Regions from separate parts of the Mus musculus genome. Here region 1 is linked to region 2. A link is a contact called in public HiChIP or PLAC-seq data. All regions are on one chromosome and are shown on one strand. Each heading gives the region's core, a stretch centred on a gene start, on an enhancer-like site or on the middle of the called end of the contact. The rest is flanking DNA. Distances are from core to core; before and after follow the strand shown.

The links. HiChIP or PLAC-seq counts read pairs in DNA pulled down with a chosen protein or histone mark.
Region 1: a contact with region 2 is called in an H3K4me3 HiChIP or PLAC-seq map of embryonic basal ganglia, with 8 times the contacts expected there. The contact joins two enhancer-like sites. A contact is called at or near these places in 12 of 484 Hi-C or Micro-C datasets (the N1E-115 cell line, cerebellar granule neurons, cerebral cortex and 8 more), 8 of 115 datasets of contacts at active chromatin or transcription factors (astrocytes, craniofacial prominence, embryonic basal ganglia and 5 more) and 1 of 9 other capture datasets (embryonic stem cells).

Annotation. Positions count from the first base shown.
Region 1 is chr8:108,908,722-108,915,453 of GRCm38.p6, forward strand. It overlaps Zfhx3 (zinc finger homeobox 3), which reads left to right. Exons shown (of 10, transcript NM_007496.2): 5 at 5,801-5,908. Among named protein-coding and RNA genes, the nearest start is that of Mir3108, 25 kb to the right of the region's middle. Within about 2 kb of position 2,405, at least 53 of the 459 cell types and tissues checked have an H3K27ac peak or open chromatin away from gene starts, as enhancers often do.
Region 2 is chr8:107,949,604-107,956,703 of GRCm38.p6, forward strand. No RefSeq gene overlaps it. Among named protein-coding and RNA genes, the nearest start is that of Gm39242, 120 kb to the left of the region's middle. Within about 2 kb of position 2,923, at least 6 of the 459 cell types and tissues checked have an H3K27ac peak or open chromatin away from gene starts, as enhancers often do.

The DNA.
Region 1 (6,732 bases), core at 1,155-3,654, 960 kb after region 2:
TTCATGACAGCTAATGTTTCTCAGCTCTTGAGCCTGCCGACAGGCAAACGCACCCTCTCCCCCTCCGCCGTGCGCCACCCCACCCCCTGCAGCCCCCCATAAAAGGGGATGAACGATTTCATTCTTCGGGGATCACAGATTGGTGTGTTATTTAAGTAACATGTTCGTGTGAGAGCCTGTGGTTCAGACACCCCGATTCTTAGGAGAATTTACAAATTTCTATCATATCGAGGCGTGGTGGGGGCTTTGTCAGGTTTGAATTAATCTACATTATCCTGTTAAGAGTTAGGAACAGAGGGATCAGTCTTAATCATTGATTGACTCCCCTTTCCTTCAAGCCTGTGAGCGATCTGTAAAATACCCGCAATGGACGCGTCACTCGACCCATCATGGGGGGTGGGGGTTACTTATTTTTAACTGGGACGCTCTCGTGGGTGACACTTGGGGAGCATGTGCTGTAGGCTGCTGGCTGTTTTCTGGGTTTGGCTTCTGCCTTGTTCCTCCTTCCACACACCCAAATCCAGGATGCTTATGAAACTCATACAGATCCCCACAGAGCTGCCAGCTGACAGACTGCCTCCTTCAGGAGAAATCACGGGGGGGGGGGTAGGGGGGACTCTCGTTGTCACCTTGATCAGGAGGGAGGAGAGAACTGTAATGGTTTACATCTGTGTGGAGCAGAGCTATGTGGGTGGGGTGGGTTTTTTTTTCCCCCACCCTAGGTCTGTGGTGCTATGTCCTCAACCCCCTAGACTGCTTCTTTTAGGGTCACCTGAGGGCTCTGTCCTTCACCTCACCAGAGGCTGAGAGTGACTAGAGCAAGATGGGATGGCCCAACAAGGGGAGTAAGGAGGTGTCTACATCTCTGTCCGAAGTCATCTTTTACTTGGCAGTGGGAGGCAGATGGTAGACCATCTGGAAGACCGTGCTGGTTTGCACAATTTCCTTGCATCTCTGGGCTGTGGGAGAGTTCCCATTGGTAGAGTGCTCAGGCATGGAGCCCCTTTTCAACCCCAAGCATATGGAGTGGTGGCTTGCTTGCTTGCAATTTATTTATTTATCTATATATGTATGTATTGTGTATGTATGTATGTATGTATGTGTATATATATGCATGTATATGTGTGTGTGTATGTATGTGTGTATGCATGTATGTGTGTATGTATGTATGTGTATATATGCATGTATATATATGTGTGTATGTATGTGTGTGTATGTATGTATGTGTGTGTATGTATGTATGTATGTGTGTATGTATGTGTATATATATGCATGTATATATGTGTGTGTATGTATGTGTGTGTATGTATGTATGTATGTGTGTATGTATGTATGTGTATATATGCATGTATATATATGTGTGTGTATGTATGTGTGTGTATGTATGTATCTATGTGTGTGTATGTATGTGTGTATGTGTGTGTATGTATGTATGTGTGTGTATGTATGTATCTATGTGTGTGTATGTATGTGTGTATATATGTGTGTATGTATGTATGTGTGTATGTATGTATCTATGTGTGTGTATGTATGTGTGTATGTATGTATGTGTGTGTGTATGTATGTATGTGTATGTATGTATGTGTGTATGTATGTATGTATGTGTGTATGTATGTATGTGTGTATGTATGTATGTATGTGTGTGTATGTATGTATGTGTGTATGTATGTATGTGTGTGTGTATGTATGTATGTGTATATATGCATGTATATATGTGTGTGTGTGTATGTATGTATGTATGTATGTGTGTAATCCCAACTCGAGTGCAGTGGAAGCATTGGGCTGAATGATTAACAGCAAATCTGAGGCCAGTCTGAGACTTGGGTCAAAAAAAGAAAATTTCCCCTTCTCAGTTTGGCATGAAAACACATAAGATTAAGAGGAGTTACCCTAACTCGAAGGTCAGGGTTGGGCACCACCTCCGAGGTGGGTCCCAGCAAGGTTTTAGAGGCCCCTCCCCTGGTACCTTTTCCAAACCCAGAATTGTATGGGGTGGTCTGGGCTTTGCTGCCTGCCGCTGAGAACCGGGGCTGGGGTGGAGGCGACCTCCTTGCCCACGTCTGTCACAGCCTTGAGGAAGGGTCCCCGCCGTGCCCTGGTTAGGATGGTGAAGTATCATTTCTTGACTGCTCCGAGGGAAAACCGGTTGCAAACTGTCCACTTGAGCTTTGAGGGTGTCATGGCTGCCGTGAGTGTTGGCTGGAGGGAGAGCAACCTGTTCCCCTGAGCCAAGGACAGAATTTTCCAGATAAAACCCACAGCTGACCCACGTCTTCGGCCGTTCTGTCGACTGTCTGTAGTGGACCTTACAGAAAGCAGAACAGAAACTTGGCTCCTGGGGTGACCCCGGCCAGTTTCCGCCGCCAGCCACACAGGGCCAGAATGTGCAATTCGTGATATGCAGTGAGGAAAGCTGTCTCTTCATCCTATGCTCTGTCAGCTGAGATTATCCAACGCATAGCCCCAGGGAGGACTGTGACTAGCAAGCAGCCCCAGCTCAATGGCCAGGCTCTGGCTGGCATGGCCACCACACCTGTGAGGGGCCAGGGCACCAATGCTTCCTTCCCTGTGGGTTGCCCAAGCCTGGGCTTTGGTGAGAAAGCTTGCGTGACATTTCTGGGACCAGTAAAGACACACACTGTCTGCCAAGCCTCACAACCCCGAGCTGTCCAGACAGATTTGCAGTCTGCATCCCTCTTTTTTTCTTTTTTCTTTTTTTTTTTTCTTTTTCTTTTTTTAAAACTCATTTCTCTACCGTTATTGGTATTCAACTCTCACGGTTTTCCGGTTACAGTCAGCCTCGGCTTTCATCCATTTTAAAGAGCCTTTACCCCCTCTTGCTGTTGATGATGATGGTTTAAAGACAGATGGTGTAACTGCTTATGAATGTTCTATTTTATTTCCTCCGGACTAGACCATTCTCTCCGAGACATATATTGTTTCCACGTGCAGCCCAGACTTGCCTGCCTCCTAGCCAGTTGCCCTCTAGGCCTTGCCATGCAGAGGGCGACACCTGTAGGTCACAGATGGAACTGCAGCGGGACTCTCCTATTTGGCTAAATGAGACCTGGGTTTTTTGTTGTTGCTGTTTTAAAAAAAAGAAAAAGGAAAAAAAGAAAAAAAAAAAAAAAAGAAATAGGGGTGAGGTCACTGATCCCCTGTGAAGGAATTGTTCTTCTTTAAGCTCATATATAGTATTCTCTTAGTTTATAAGTCACAGGTGATAGAGCAAAGCCTAGAAACTCAAGAAGAATGGGTTTACTCATCTTGAAGAAAAAAACCAAAATTAATAAAATAATAATAATAACAATAATAATAATTTCCTGAAGTAAAGTAACCTCTTTTAACTTGCCCCCCCCCCCCTTCTTGAAACGTGTTAGCCTTTGCTTCCTGTTTGCATGGAGTAAGGAAGCAAGACAACACTCAGGCAGGCCCAGAGCGAAGGTTCTGGGACGAGTACCACAGCCCCTTCTTGCGATTTCCTCACGTATTCCTGCATCCGTAACCCGCCCACACACCTCTGTATCTGCCTCCTAAATAGACTTGCTTAGAAAGCTTCAAGCCATGAGCATCAGTCCCAGGTAATAGCTCCCAACTCTGCTTCGCAGCTGTGGGTGCTGGCCTTGACTTTGGTGGCCCAGTTGGGCATTTAACCTCCCTGTGCTGAGAGACACTTTGGCGCACCGTGTGGGGAACTGTCTCCTGTAAGAGCCAGACCGTTCCCATCTAAGGTGGTCATGGGTGTGTGTGCCAGAGAGATGTGCCCATTGAGCCATTTCTCCGCCAAATCCCATGTATATACTTTATCAATACTGCCCATGATTGATGCCATGGAACATATTTAAGATGCCCAGCTAGTGTGCATATGCTCAATTTAAATACTGGTTAACTTACTGCTGGTATTGCCATTAAACGATGGATTTTTATAGCCATCTTATCAAAAGCCTGAAACTCGCAGGCCACATTTTCCCTGGACATAAGATGGTACGTGCATCTTCTGGTACAACTGACTTGTTTTTTTGTTTTTGTTTTTTTTTTTTTTTTCCACACTTAAGCCCTTTCCCCCTCTACAAGGCCATGAATGCTGTTAATACTGAGCTGTATATCTAATGAATGTCAAGCCACGAATGCCTGGTTTTTGTCTGTGCAAACTAAGGGAAAGGCCAGGAGACTCAGCGTTAACTTTGTGGTGCAGCGAGCCAAAAAGGACACACAGGAAAACCAGAGAGCAAGCCCTGAGGTCAAGCAAAGCAAGCAGTGCCCAAGGGCTTGCCTCTGGGGCTCTCTGCTGTTGGGAAGACAGACAGACCATTCTTCAGCCTTGGAGTACATTTTTCTAGCCATTGATACCCTGCCATCTTTCTACAAGAATTAGGAAAACACAAATCTAGAATGATCCTCTTTTTGGCCTTGAGTGTGACTTATTTGACTAGTGTGGGCTAGAAGTTCAGAGGTCACCTGAATTCCTTTAAAGGTAGGGCTGAGGCCAGCCTGGGCCACAGTGTAGGACCTTTGTTCCCCAAACAAACAAAAACGTGGGCATGCGGTCGGAGATTCCTATGGCGGGGTTGGCTAGAACCCCAGTCCAGGGTTCTAAATTGTTTCCCAGGCTTGACTCCTGCTGAGTCTGTTCTGGGCTTCCTGTGACGGGTGTGGAGTGTGTGCGTGTGTGCGGCGTGTGCGTGGGTGTGGAGCGTGGCGTGGAGTGTGCGCGCGTGCGTGCTCTCGTGCTTCTGAACCAGGAGAAGTGTGCTCTTTAGAGTTCCCGCATCATGCCAAGTGATTCCCACCTTGGTTCCTTCGCTTGGTTCTTTAAAAAGTTAGTATCCCGCATGGCCCCTGTGCCATGAACGGCTCATATATGGAGGTTAGGGAATACATTTATGGGTTTGGTTCTCTCCTCCTCCTCCTCCTCCTATCTTTATTGGGAATCACTGGGTTGGCAGAGTTTCTCACAGAGTTATCCCCAGGCCCCTGTTCTTCCTCTGAATGCTGCTCCTCCTCCTCCTCCTTCTTTTTTTCTTTTCTTTTTTTTTTTTTTTGGTTTTTCGAGACAGGGTTTCTCTGTGTAGCCCTGGCTGTCCTGGAACTCACTTTGTAGACCGGGCTGGCCTCGAACTCAGAAATCCACCTGACTCTGCCTCCCAAGTGCTGGGATTAAAGGCGTGCGCCACCACCACCCAGCTTGAACACCCTCTTCTTAAATGTGTGCTTCGGTTAATGATCCAGCTGGCCAGAGGAACAGAGAAAACAATCCCCACCCCAACACCCTAAGAGTCGTTCTTTCTCCTCAACCGGGGCATGCATTTGGCTTGGTAGTTGGCCTACTTTCAGACATGAGAGTTCCGCTGTACGTCTCACCCCTCTGCTTAACCCTCCCTATGCCCACAAACCATATCACTGATGTTCTGTGACTCTTGAGGACATAAGTGGCTCCAAGAACACCTGGCCATCATGTGGCACAGGCACAGACACTGCCAGGCCAATGAGGCCTCGGCCACTGGGTCCTATCTAGTCTCCAGCCAGGGATGAGCAACGTCCTCACTCAGGTGGAGGCCCTCAGAACCTATCTGGAAATACCTGACAGATACATATCTAGCACCCACTCCGAGCCCCACGGCAGCTATCCCTGGACTGAAGTGTATCCTTAATACGGCCAACCTCGCCAGGCCACTAGGAAGGACCGTCGCTGACATCTGTCTTTTGTGGTTGGTGATTCTCAGGCACAGAGGACTAGGGAGTCCTTCATTGTCTGCCCAGCTTTCGTCCTTTACATCTTTGTCTTTCCCCTGCATTTCAGAGGAAGCCGTTGAAGATGCCGAAGGACCCAGCGAAGCATCTGCTGACCCAGAGGAGCTGGCCAAAGACCAGGGGAGCGGCAGCGAGGAAGGGCAGAGCAAGAGGGCAGGTACTGTACATAGGCATCCTCAGCCCCTAGACCTTGTCCCTGGGAGGGATGAGACTGGCACCCTTCATCTCGCCCAAAAGTGTGCAGGCTCTGGGCTTACCACAGAGGGAATTTGGTTGTTTTATGTTTGTTTGCTCGTTTTTGTTGTTGTTGTTGTTGTTGTTGTTACTCGTTTGGTTTTGGTTTGGTTTGGTCTTGTTTTGTTCTTTTGAGACAGGGTCTCACCATATATCCCTGGCTGGCCTGAAACTTGCTGTATAGACCAGGCTAGCCTTGAACTCACAAATATCCATCTGCCTCGCCTCTGCCTCTCTGCCTCTCTGCCTCTCTGCCTCTCTGCCTCTCTGCCTCTCTGCCTCTCTGCCTCCCTGCCTCCCTGCCTCTCTGCCTCTGCCTCCGTTAGAGGCAAGAGTCATCATGCCGTTTTTTCTTTCTCTTTCTCAAATTTTTTCTTTCTTTCTTTCTTTCTTTCTTTCTTTCTTTCTTTCTTTCTTTCTCTCTTTCTCTCTTTCTCTCTTTCTCTCTTTCTTTCTTTCTTTTAAGCACCCTTTTCATTGAGCACCAGCTGTCTACAGTTTCTGGGTAGTGTTTCTTAGGTAGCCATTCAGCATAGATGGCTTGTAGTCCTCCTCCTGTAGGCAGCCTGGTAAAGACATTTGTCAGGCAGACCTTGCCTTAGGTCACCCCTGATTCTCAGCCTCAAGGTAGCCAGAGGCGGTGAAGGGTGGGCATTGTTCTGCATCCGAGGACCTGAGTGGGGCCTGCATACTTTTCCCAGCATGACCCTCTCCCGGGGCGAGCGTCCACAGGGGGACAACAGTGTG
Region 2 (7,100 bases), core at 1,673-4,172:
AGAAGAGGGAGGGTCTACAGAATCTAAAGAGAGACAGGAGATGTCTCTGTTTGTTATTAAAATTTAAAGCACAAGGTAGGACTGCAAGTGGCTAATTTTGAGTCCACTCACTTAAGGGGAAAGGTCTGAGGCAACCTGTGCAAGGTGGCAACTTGGAGCTAGCTGGTGAAGGCAAGTGCCACAGGGGAAGGCTTAGCTGTGACAGGGGACAGTAGGTGAGCGGTCACAGCCGTTCCCTTTATAGGGTCTGAAACAACGGCACGTGGGTATTTCATTCAAAACTGTGCAGACGAACATTCAGGTTCATTTAGTGGGGAGACACGATTATTCTTTGTTTTGGAACAGGAGTCTGTTTATTCTCCTTCAGATAAAAGCACTTTGGAATTTCTGTGGTTTTTTTCCCCCTAATATGAAACATTTCTGAAAGGGATGACAACGGGAGGAAGAAACTGTGGTGGCCATTTCAGGGATAGTCAGTCACCTGTGGTGGGAAGCGTCCCCTGGTCACTCGGGGCTGAACGACGGAATGTCCCTGAGTCTGAAACAAGGCACGTGAATTAAAAGTCTGGGCCACAAGCGTCCCTGTGTTTCTTTCGTTAACAGCTCTGACCAAGTGATATAGCACGGCCTCTGCCCTCATAGAGTATTTGGATATTTGATATGGTGTCATAAAGATACCATGGAAGTAAAAAAAAATTGCATTAGCATTTGGCTCATGGATAATGATTTGTGTAAGCTATGCTGCAGTTGCTTAGTTCTTCTGTGCTGAACCAACGTAAAATTTTATTTTTATCTGGTCCCAAATAGTGAGATGATATTTAAAAAAAATAATGAACTAAAGGGTTATATTCAGATCAATATGTGTGGTATCACAAGCAACTCTTTGTCTTGCCAAAATCATGCACATCAGATGGAGAAAAAAAAAAGCTAATCTGAAAATGCCAGGTTTATTTTCTGTGTGCAGGCAGTACCAAGCTACGAGGGCTCTTATCACAGTGTACCGAAAGTCCTCAGCACAAAAATGTGTAACGAAAGCTGTTACTCGGAGTGCGGCTCATGTATTGGAACGGCTGTGACAGTGAGATACAGTTAAACACTTGTTCAATTATAAGAAAAAGAAAGTCGGAAGGGGACTTGATTTCGATAAGAATTTTTAAAGGATCCTTGAAATCTCTGAGGAAACCTTACTTCCAGTTTTGAGTCACAAACTGGGAGCCTTCCCTTGGACTCTCTGTCCCTTTCTCTCTCCTTACCCTTGTCCGATCCCTGTAAGTAAGGGTCCTGTCATTTGAACAACTTTCCTGCTAAATCCTACTCATTAAAATAAAACCTGAAGGAGCTGGGTTAGGGTTATTTGCAAATTATTTCAAGTGTTTGCTCTTTTATAGCCTCGTGGGAAATGGGGGAGTCGTCTTGTCATGGGCTACCCCTCTCCCCTACACTCGTTTTGCTCTCAGATGATTCTGACACTTTTCTGGCAGATAGATTTTTATGAACACACAAAAGGCTCTCACTAATATTGGTAGCCAGTGTTTAGTTCAGGGAGTCTTTACCCAGACCTTTGATGTTTTTTTGTTTTTGTTTTCTGAATGCTCTATTAACATGTGTGCAGTGTGTGTGTGTGTGTGTGTGTGTGTGTGTGTGTGTACACACGAGTGCACGTGAGATTGAATGTACTTCATATATGCTTGTTTGAAATACAGATAGATATACATATACAGACATGTGGCTTTTGTGCCCTTGTTTTGTTTGACACATACATTCTTTTTCGGAGACTTTGGCTATATAAGGAACACATGCTCCCATGTGTAAAATTCCTTTTGTTTTAGGTTAACTTTTTACTTTCCAAGCTGAGTGGTCTGTATGCTTTGTTAAGCAGGTAGGGCTCATTTGTTAATGTCGCCTCTTCTGAGGCTGACACCCGAATGGTGTTTGTGGGGTGGGCTCAGAAAGATCATCACTGCAGTATCATTTTGAAATTGTTCTCGTCAGAGGGGGGAAAATAAATAAATAAATAAATAAATAAATAAATAAATAATAAAAGAGCCACCAACCCAAACCCAAACAAATCCCCAAGCTGAAAAACCTCAGCCTTTAAGCAAACAAAAATCCATGCAATATTCTTTAATCTGGAAGGCTACGTGGTTTACTTAACCTTGACTAAAAATAATAATCTCAGGCATTAGAGAGAGAGACCCAAATCTTCAGTGTTTATGACTAAGACCCCCGCCCCCCCCCAGCAGACTGGAGAACTGTCTCCCCTTGTCTGTCTCAACTTCACAGTCTCCACTGGCCTTAACGTATTCGAATCTCTGAAAATGAGCAGAGGAAAGAAAGTCCTGAACTTTTCTAAGGAGTTTGTTGGGTCTCTTGGTATCTGAGAAACTTTACAGAAAGGTCTATGTACTCAGTTTGGGAGGCAGAGGGAGTGGGAAAAATGGAGAAAGCGATCTTTTTTTTTCTTCCTTTCTTCCCTTCTATTGAGGTTGGTACGGGCCACTCCAAATGGGATGCTGGAATTTCCAGACCCTGTCTCTATCTTCTGAGTCCTGTCTGTACCTGGAATAAAATGTTGCCGTTGAACTTATTGACATAATGGTCCCCATGGGGACTTATAGCCATCAAAGTAAAATTTCACAATAAATCCAGAGGCCACCTGGAGGACTGCCATTAAAGAGCTTTTTAGAGGAGGGGTGGGGGACTTTAAAAGCTTAATTCTTCTTAAACACGAGTTCAATGATTGTGTCTGTGTTGCTCTTTCCAAGAGTTAGGTCTTTACTTTAGCTTTGTCAAATAATCCTTTCAAGCGTGTTTTTTTTTTTTTTTTTGACTGCAAAAATGTGGCATTCTGTATAGATGACGTCACTGTCCCCCTCCAGCCTCACTGAAAGCCAAGAGTTACCCAGCAATGAACTGCAGTAGGGATTTCTGTGTGTCTCAGGGAATACATGCCTTACAACGTGAGGTGGGTCTTACCGTACTATCCAATACCAGGGGTGTTATTGATCAGGATGGGGGGACTTCCCCCCACCCCAAGCTAATTAGTCTTTGTGGAGTCAGATAACTAATGCTGTTTTACACTTAGCACTCAGGACACACATTTCATCCTCAAAATGCTTTGAAAACATTAACTAATTAATCATTAGCTAATTTAGCAACTGACAATGAAAGTTGAGACACCAAAGGAGGCTGGATTCCACCAGCATCTTGCGCGGGCACACACCCCTGCCCCAGTGCCAAAGACGGATTACTCTGTCTGGAGAGGGGGTGGGGTATGGTGAAGGTTGTCAGGTGTGAGCAGTTTACAGGGTGCTGCCCAGGTGAGCCCTGTAAGGAACAGTAAGAAAACCTTGAAGGGACACAGCCTTGGGCAGTCTTAAAAGGTAATGGCTAGAAGTTATTTATTCTTTTAAATGATAATGAAAAAAGTGAATAAATAGAAATTTAAAGGCCAACTTAGGAGAATCAACCTTAGCAAATGTCTAGAGCGTGTGAGAAGATATTGAAATTTAAAAGTGTGGTTAGCAATTTTCAAAAGGGGGCAAGGAAGCAATGGGTGTTTTACTTCTTTAGATTTGAAAGACTTGCCATAAGGTTGTAACAAGGTAGGGTCTGGGCGTGTGTGTGTGTGTGTGTGTGTGCGTGCATGTGTGTGTGTGTGTGTGCATGTGTGTGTGTGCATGTGTGTGTGCATGTATGTGTGTGTGCGTGTATGTGTGTGTGCATGTGTGCATGTGCATGTGTGTGTGTGTGCATGTGTGTGTAAGAATAATCTTTTGCAGAAAGCTTCCTGGGTCCATGTACACTGCTTTAGCGATCGAGCTTCATTTAAGAAACTCATTACAGCACCTTAGAGAGAGACTTCTCTGTGTGTCCCCACCAATGGAACTCTTTTTCCAGGGCCTTGTCTTCTCTGCACTGTGGCCCCCATCCACTGTGTGAATGAAATGTGAAAATAGTTGGGGAGTTTCTCTGAGCTAGCAGCGACCGCACAAGCTGAGTTTTCTTTTAAAAAAAAAATACGGAGACAGTTCATGTATAGAGTCACTGTGAATGAGGGCGTATGTGTGGTCCAGTTCTTTCAAAGAAACACTCCACAAAGCCACCAGCCTTATAGAAGGTGGCACCAGGGACTGTTTTTTTTTTTGTTTTTTTTTTTTTTTGAGTGAATATATTTTGCATCTATTCAGTTTGTTCTAATTCTCACACATCATTCTCCTGTTCCAAGAAAATGCAGGATTTTAGAGTACTGAAGAAAAATGTCAGTTGTACAGTTTATATTCTCAGCCTCGTTGGTGTGTCACACAGAAATGTTGCTAAACAGGGCACCTGACACAGCAGCTCAACTGTCCAGGTTGAATCCCACAGAAGGATTCCAACCCTGTGGACAACTTCCCTAGCAAACCTGGGAGATTTTCTGGTAGATATGGCAAGGCAGTGGAAGCAGCCATGCGCATCTGGTGGGCCACACTAGTTGTGCGCAGCATCCGGTGGGAGAGACAGAAGGCAGATACAGCTCACTCGGAAACCGTACCTGCAAGGACCCGGTTAGAGACATTTCAGATTAATACAGATTCATACTCTTCTGCACCGGATCGTGACGTCTCTAAATTTCAGTAGCTCACCTCATATGGCTTGTTTGACTTTTTTTTTCGTGCTAGGGCTGTAGGCTATTGCACTTCCACTGATCCATATCCCCAGCTTCCTAGCCTTCCTGAATGTATAGCCCATGGCCCTCCCATGTTTTCCAATTCTTTATCTTACAGCCTGATACTGTATTTGAAATTATAAACAAAATTGTTAATAGCATTCCCAATTTAGGAAATTAAAATTTCATTATTTCCTGGTTCTTTTTCCTGTTATATACTATATATAACAGGGTTTTTCTATTTTACGGGGAAAAGAGGGCCCATATTTAAACATTACTTATTTTTTCACTTTATATTTTTGCCTTTATATAGAAAAAAATAATTAAAAACAAAACAAACCAAAATAGTCCTGACTTTCTTCCATCTCTTACCTCCTCTCTAATCTGTTCCCTGAGCCTGCAGACCTTGTCATGATGGCATATTTGACCCCTGCTTTGAGAACATGTCTAACAGCTCCCACCCATGAAGTGGCCTTCCCCTTTTCCTCCACCATGAGAACTGTCCAGAGAGGCCTTTGGGAAGGCCAGGATCTCCAACTGGCCCCACAGTTAAAAGAATTTACGTGATGCAGGTTTCTGGATTCAGATTTACACTGATTCTACCCTAGTCTTCTGCCGTTTTTTTTTTTTTTTTTTTAAGTGACTTTCCATGCATTGCTATGATTCAGAGTCAGCTATAGTTCCTCTAAATGGTATTCTGTAGTAGTGTTACCAACAGGGAGGGGGTGACTCTGCCGTTTCTACCCCTCCCCAGCCGATGTGCAATGTCTGGAGAGATTAACTGGTCATTACACCATGTGTATGGGGTGGTAGTGGGGCTAGTGACATCTTTTGAGTGGAAAGTAGGGGTCCTGTTTGTCATCCTATACTGCACAGGCTGACCCTCCATGATAAAGAATTCTTGACCCTAACAGCAAGTTGGGTATCCCTGCTGTTTCTTATGTTTGTACCCGCAGTTGCAAAATGTTGCAGAGACTTTTGGGTATACACCGAGTTTATTTTAATTATTTTCCCCCAAGCGGTTGTGAAGATGTAGCTTCGTTTTGTTGGAGGTGTAGCAGAGTTGTCTAGCCCCTTAGCTTTTCTTCCCCTTAGCGTTAACGGCTTTGTATGCAGAATCTGAGATGGTGGTCTCCTAAACATCCTTCCTGTTCCATGATTCTCATGAAAATCATGTCTCGAGGAGGATGAAATGAAAGGGAAGAGTGCGGCCGAGCAGAGGGTGTGCATGCAGACACGGGAGAGGAACTCCTGGAACCTGGGCAGATGCCTGTGTTTTATGAGGCACCACGGAAGTCTCATCCCACACAGCTAAAGACCACTCAGAGACTGGATGCTGACAGGACCAAGGCTCTCTGTCTTGGCTGTTCTTCATCCCAGCTCCACCATGATGGATGGTCGGCTTCCCTATTGTGATTTCACAGAGGAAAAAAAACCCAAACAACCCCAAAATTTTGCAGAGTAGGTTGTAGCACAAACAGCTTGTGAAATTCACAAGCTAGAGATGGTAGGAATGGACCCTAAGGTCCCTTGCTTCCCTGGTGGTTCTAGTTTCTGGGTGTTGTTTGTTATGGAGGGAACTGAAGACAGCAGAACTTGGTAGAAAATTAAAAACAAAACAAAACCAAACCGCTGGGAGGAGGCTTGCCTCAGAGAAAGAACATAGTGGTTTATAATGGGGACTGATGTTCCAAATGATAGGCACATACATATGTGTATGATACATGCAAAGATTTCCTACCCTTTACAACAGAGAAAGTGCAAGACTGCCTGTCTCTCCAGTCTGTAAGCCTTTTAAGCTAGCTTTGCTCTTGGCAATGAGGCCGAGCTTCACTTTCCCAGTAGATGGCATTGTAGTCTGTTCAGTGAAGGGCTTCCCTTAGCCAATAGTGCTGCATATATATATATATATATGTGTGTGTGTGTGTGTGTGTGTGTGTGTGTGTGTGTGTGTGATATATGTATATGTATGTGTATATATATATATATATATATATATATATATACCCCCTCCCGAGTTTCTTCTTCGCTAACATCTACCTCTACCTCTCCCTTGCATTAAATACTAGCTTGAGGTTATAAATAAGAATCTTGTTTTTGCTAGTTACTTGTAACTCTCAAAAGATTTGATTTAGGGAAGGTGGGGAAAGGTGGCAATAGATAATTTAATGTCACTATAGCAAATGAAAAAAAAATGGGCTAGATCTGGGAGTGTGGGACATGGATAAAATATGCAAGCAAGGAAAGTTTTCAGATGGCACTGTTTCAGAATGAGAGCTGCCTTTCATCTTCTGCAGCCCACCTTTTTGGCACTAAGCTGCCGTTATCATCAAAGTAGTTTCGTGTGGGTGTGAAGGGAGACCTTGATGAAGTTTTATTCTGGAGCAGAGATTGTTTATCTGTGTGGCATTCATTTTAGGCTGACCCCTGGCACACTTGACATCTTTGTAAA